Regions from separate parts of the Delphinus delphis genome. Here region 1 is linked to region 2. The links are chromatin contacts, called in public Hi-C maps. All regions are on one chromosome and are shown on one strand. The core of a region is the stretch at or near the end of the contact, and the rest is flanking DNA. Distances in the headings are between cores, read along the strand shown. Region 1 holds the start of DYNLT2 (dynein light chain Tctex-type 2). Region 2 holds the start of PSMB1 (proteasome 20S subunit beta 1).

The links. A called contact is a pair of places that touch in the nucleus more often than the background predicts.
Region 1: a contact with region 2 is called in a Hi-C map of muscle, with 10 times the contacts expected there. The contact joins the promoter of DYNLT2 here to the promoter of PSMB1 in region 2. A contact is called at or near these places in 3 of 3 Hi-C or Micro-C datasets (lung and muscle).

The regions. Positions count from the first base shown.
Region 1 is chr14:791,141-794,263 of mDelDel1.2, forward strand. It overlaps DYNLT2 (dynein light chain Tctex-type 2), which reads left to right and starts at 1,651. Exons shown (of 4, transcript XM_060030462.1): 1 at 1,651-1,808. The coding sequence starts at 1,701. It overlaps ERMARD (ER membrane associated RNA degradation), which reads right to left and starts at 1,573. Exons shown (of 18, transcript XM_060029612.1): 1 at 1,539-1,573. The coding sequence starts at 1,544.
Region 2 is chr14:298,830-301,927 of mDelDel1.2, forward strand. PSMB1 (proteasome 20S subunit beta 1) reads left to right here and starts at 1,462. Exons shown (of 7, transcript XM_060029599.2): 1 at 1,462-1,497; 2 at 2,552-2,862. The coding sequence starts at 1,477. TBP (TATA-box binding protein) reads right to left here and starts at 1,115. Exons shown (of 9, transcript XM_069541355.1): 1 at 998-1,115.

The DNA of each region.
Region 1 (3,123 bases), core at 401-2,900, 490 kb after region 2:
GAAATATAACTCTAAAAGGTCACATTCACATCAAAAGGGACTCCTTGCATTTTTAAACAGGATTCGAACTCTAAAGGAATGAGCTGTAGTTCTGGAGTGACAGGTGACAGACAGAAATGGTATTTCTGCACAAAAGCCCATCTACTCCACGAGCAGAATGGGCCCTGGATTTGGCACCTGAAGTTGTAAAAAGGGTTCCTTTTGGTTGTAGGCACTGGATCGACACAGTTGTCCCTCAGACTCAACCAAACAGTAAGATCTTAGAGCACAGAGACCACGCCTTATACAATGCTGTAACCCCAGGACACAGCATAGACCCTGGCACACAATAAATGAAAAATAAGAGTTACATGAATGATTGGCTCCTCCTACCCTGAGCTGCAATACACCCCTCCAGGTCTCCAAGACCTTCAGATCTGAGGAATGGCTATATGCTACCCCTACCAACACACATACAATTCTACAAGTTGGCTTCTGGGTTAACTTTTAAGCCCATACTCTGTTGGACAATAAAATCCAACCTCAAATCAACAAACATTAGATGCTGCAATGCTCTGTCACTCATAACAATAAATACATCATCCTGTGTATTACACTCAGGAACATGCCTGTCCCCCCCCCAGAAGCCAGAAACCCTGCATGTTTATGTACATGTGTGTGCACCTCCCACGCCCTTTTTGTACTTCAGTGTCTTGTCCAGAGCAGCATGGGGTAGTGCAAACGGCCTGTGCTTGACAGCTAGAATGATCTGAGTTTGAATCCTTTCTCAGACTCTTTACCTCTTGCCTTGAAAACGTTACTTAACATACCCGAGGCTTTTAACTGTAAAGCGGTGCAAAATATTATCGCCTTCTCTGGTTGCAGTACTTAGAGATGATACTTGAAAAGCACCTGGCACACAGTACTCAGAAAGCAGCAGCTAGTGCTAAAACTGCTGACAGATGACTGACATTGAACTCCCCGAGGCAGGAATGTAAGTAAAATCCTTATTTTGAGGCAACCCCACTGAATCCGATCTACGGTCAGTTAATGAGACCCTTGTGATTTAGTTTTACGTTATCAAAATGGCCTAAAAATGTCCAATGTAATTCTGACTTGCAAATGTGAGCCAGAGGCGAGTATTCCTACACATACTTCCCACACTGCTCAGGGTACCACCTAGCGAAAACTTCCCTTGGGGCGAAAGCCAGTCAGAACAAAAACTATAACCAACGGCGCGTTGTGCGTGCACGACCCGGCCCCGGTGAACAGCTCCGGGCCGTGGCTGTCGAGGCCACAGAGCCTCCACACGCGCGCAAGGCGTCCCCTCGGCCCCCACACCACGTCCTCGCGGACTGCAGCCGGGACCTCGAGCCCCAGGAACGACGTGGGGTCGGGCGGCGCCAAGAAGCAGGAGGGCGGGGCGGGACGGGTCCAGCAGGCGCCACCCAGCGCAGGCACGGCCGCCCTCCGCCGCGGCACCGGCTGCGGCCCGGACGGCGCTTCCCGCGCCGCACCCCGCGGGGCGCGCTCAGGAGAACCGGCGACTGCAACTCTACCTCCATGACTTACGGCTCCCGTCCACGGCGCCGAGGGATGACGCAAGCCACGCCATGCCACGTCACGTTACGTCACGGCCCTCCCTGCAGCGCACTTCCGGCTCCCGCGGCGCAGGCGCGAGCGAAACCCTGTCACGGAAATCGTCCGCGAGAGCCTGCGCGATGGAGAAGCGGGGCTGGGGTGGGAAACCGCCCTCGGCCGCGGCGCCTCAGCAGCCGCCGATGATGCCTCGGAAAGAGAGGAGGCCTAGCATGTTCGAGAAGGAGGCAGTGAGTGAGGAGACTCGGGACGAGGGCCAGCCCCTGGGCTGCAGAGCTCCGGCTTTTGTGGTGTAGACCCTAGACCACCGCGCTAACTGACTGAAACAGCTTCTTCAGTTCTCTTCAGATTTGTTCAGCCCAGGTTTCCTAAGAGGCGCTTTCCCCAGAAATACGTAATTTTAGTGTGTTTAGTGCCACCACACAAACCGCAGCTTTACCAGCCAGAAGTAGGTGTACGTGTTCTGTGCTTCAAAATAATAATAATAATATTTGGATTGGATATACCAAGCAGAACAATGAGATGTTTTGAGTTTTTGTAAACAGCAGCAGCCTCACTATTTGAGGAACGTACGAGAAAGTTAAATTGAAAATAATTCTGTTCATTAACTTACTGTCTGAAATTAATGCAAAATGACATTCAGTTTTATTGGTGGTGTAACACCATGATTTCTGTATGAGCATAGTGTGAAAACCATTACAGTACAAAACTGTAATCATAGAGCTGGGACTTCTGGTCCACTTGCCTATAATTGTTCCTTTCATACCTACTTCGTGGGACCCATAATCAACAGGATGAAGGAGAGATAATAGGCAAAACACTAATTTTTTTTTTTTTTTGCGGTACGCGGGCCCCTCACTGCTGTGGCCTCTCCCGTTGCGGAGCACAGGCTCCAGATGCGCAGGCTCAGTGGCCATGGCTCACGGGCCCAGCCGCTCCGCGGCATGTGGGATCCTCCCGGACCGGGACACGAACCCGTGTCCCCCGCATCGGCAGGTGGACTCTCAACCACTGTGCCACCAGGGAAGCCCAAAACACTAATTTTTGAAGATCCTTATTTCAAATAACAGAATCCTTCCCAACCCCCCCCCCCAAAAAAAAGTCATGGCAACATTTCAGGGTTCTAATGACTGCTCTTTGGTGTCTACATTTTACAGAGGAAAGAGAAACAAAAGGAGGAAAAATAAATAGGGCAAGTTCTCAGAACCAAGCAAAAGCACAGCAAGGCCAGAAACCTTAATATATTGGATTTTAAATTCATGCTCCCAGAAACTTTGTTGTATTGCCTCGTAATAAGTCTGAGAAAAAGATAGGTCGCCTGCAGTAATGAAAAATATTTGTATTTTGAGGTGCCTTTTATAAACTTACTGTCTACTGAAGATCTGAAGTCTTGAAAAGTGAGGAAGTCTGAATCCAAAAGGAGGGACGACAGATAGGTTCACTTGGTATATAGGCCAGAATCTGGGGAAAAGGGAACATGGACCAAGGCAGTTCTTGCTTATTTGCTATGAATGTGATTAACCATAGCTGCCTTTAAAATCTGGG
Region 2 (3,098 bases), core at 212-2,711:
GGATGAATTCCAATAGATAAAACTGGAGGCTGGAAGTTCGGTTTAAGACTCACTGCTGTGGTTCAGGCAAGAGCTAATGAGGGCAGGATTTAAACCACTCATTAATATGACTACAGATTATCCAGAAACTGGTGGCTCCAGACCCCTTTTTACAAACTAAGTCTAGATAACAAATCTGTGGAACTAGGTTGAGGCCTCATGTAACCATTTTCAGAGCTCATCTCTCACTCCCAGTGATGGAACTGACCATCTTTCCTCCCCTGTGTCATTAAAACCGCACAACTATTACCGCACTACTGTATCCTCACAAAAGAGAGTTGTTTGCAGAATCTCCTCATTTTTTGGTCAAATTCGATATTTTTTGGAAATAATCACTGATAAGGGAAAAGACTCAATTAATTCTGCATAGCCTTCTAGTGACTGCATATGTAAATCAAGCATAATCTTTTCAGAGACGTCTACCTGGAGTTTTAAACGAGAAAATCACACAGTCCAGGGCCTAGGGAGGGAGACCTCGTAAGGAAAGTGGTGTGTATTTGTATCTTAACGCTCTAGCGTGCCTGAACTCTCCGGCCTCTGACAAAACGTTAAAAAGTCTCAAGCGCAACTTTATTATAAAACCACCACTGCTGGTAGCAAAACAGGTGGGCACAGGCCAGGGTGAATCTCCCTTTGAATATCGAGAGGAATTAACGGATGGCAGGACATAAAGACTCCGCGTCTTGGATGCGCGGGACTGTCCTGTCTCAGGCCCCTCCCAGCACCCTGCACCACACGCTCGTACTATGGGAAGCCGCTTTCGAACTACGGCAGAGGAAGGCACTCGGTGGGATAGGCAGCCGGTACAGGCCGAAGCTGCGGCAGCACGAGCGGGAGGAACAGCCCCCGCGCGGTGTCCCCGTCCATTCCGCGCCTCCTCCCACCATCACCCCAGGGCCCCGCTGCAGCGGTCACCTCTACACGAAACCTCCGAGAAAAGCTCAAAGGGCTTTTTTACCTGGAGTCACTGCAGAGACAACTAACAGTCGGCGAAAACGACGTTAAGCCGCAAACGGCCCAGGCGCCCGCTACGGCGACCGTTCCCGACCCTACAGAACTCCTGGCGCGCGTTGTTAACGTCACTTCCGCCAGTTCCGCCCTCGGCTTCGGCCGGCAGCCCACCGTGCAGCGCGGGCCATGGGAAGTGTGGGTGTTGCGTCACTTCCTGTGATTTGCTGGGTATTCGGCTTAAGGGAAACAAGGGGCGGGGCGGAGCTCTTCTGCCTTCCGGCGAGGCCACCCTGTCAGAGTATTTTACGATTGGTTGTTGCTGGATGTAGTAGGCAAGACTGATTTTTAAATGTTGACTGCTTAAACCGACTAGCGATGTGACATTTAGCAAGTTACCAGACCTCTCCGCCTCAGTTTCTTCGTCTGTAGGATGGAGTAATAATAGCACGTGTCCTCTAAGGACTGTGAGATGGATTAAGGAAATGCATGAACAGCGCCTGGCACATGGTAAGCATGTTAGCTATTCTCAAACATGTAGAATGATAAAACAAACAAACAAAAAACACACCTGGTTTACAAATTCGATTATATTTTAATTCTGCTGCTACCATCTTATACAGTATTTTTACATTGGTCACAAAGAGACTATAGGTAGTTGGACCCCAGAGTACCTCTCCTATGGCTCATTTAGGCATAATTACATGTTGTAATGCTTTCCTTTGTACTTCATATAATCAATGAGGTTGTGAGCTCCTTAAGGATAGGAAATGTTTTACAGAATTCTTCTATCCAGGCCAGTACCTGAATAAGTACAATACTTCTCTGTCCATAACCATCAAAGAAAATCCTTTGTTTAAGTATGGGGAAAGTTTTAATTAAAAAAGTACTTTTCAAAAATCTTCTCTGCTTCCAGAATTGCATGTATATATCAGACAGTCCATTCTATATTAGCCAGCTGCTTGTCTGCTTTTTTACATAACATTTTTAAATTGTAAAATATAATATTCATATACAGAAGTACATAAACCCATGTACAGATTAACAGACGGTATTAAATCAAGTAAAGACAACCAGTACTGCCAGCACCACGACCCGTCCCCAGCCACACAGGCCCTTCCTACTTACTGTGTACTCCTAAAGTATATAGTATGTATTCTTTTGCTCAACGTTAGAAGACTCATCCATGTTGATGTGCCTTCGCTCTAGCTGAAGTAGGTTAATTTTTTGCTGTGACACATCCCTCAGTTGCTTTATCCATCCTGCAGTTTATGGACATTTAGCTCATTTCTACTTTGGGGCCGTTAAGAACAAGGTTTTATGAACATTCTTACACGTCTTTCTGGCCAGGGTACATACCTCTGCGTGACACTGCTGGGTCATGATGCGTGTGTATTTAACTATGCCGAGTAATGCCAATCCCTGTTCGAAATATGGCTGTACCAATTTACGCTCCAATAGAGTCTTCGAGCTTCCGTTGCTCCATAGTTTTGCCAATTTCTTTGTAAGGTCAGACCTTAAAATTTTTATCCATCAAGAGTGATTTCGAATGTTTCCTTGGCAGAGAAAGCCTTTACCTCTCTGTCAGCTCTCTTGGAAGAGCGGGCACCGGCTACTCACCGGAAGGTTACGACGCTTGCCTCTAGGACCAATGACCGGCGTGAGACCGAGCGGCCGGAGGCAGCGCCGCGAAGCCGGAAGTGGCGCCATTTCCGGTAGGGGCCGCCATCTCGCCGTGAGACAGCAGGAGCGGAGCAGCGGGATGTTGTCCTCGGTAGCCGCGTACTCGGGCCCGGGGAGAGACCCGGCCATGGAGCCTCACAGCGCCCCGGGCCCTTTGCAGCTGCGCTTTTCGCCCTACGCTTTCAACGGAGGGTAAAGCCCGGAGAGCCGCCGCTTCCTCTTTCTCCCCCCATGTCCCTGCCTAAGGCTGTCGGCATGGCTACCCGGCTTTGCCCCGCCAGCCGCAGGCCTCCCTCTCCGTGGTTGCTCGGTTCGATCTTGTTCCTCAGGGCTTCACCGTACAGGCCGGTCACTGGGTCTCGATGTGGACGGGCAGGTTTGCGTGGACGGGAGGTAGAAATTGATATCTGGGCTCTGCTCTGGAAGAG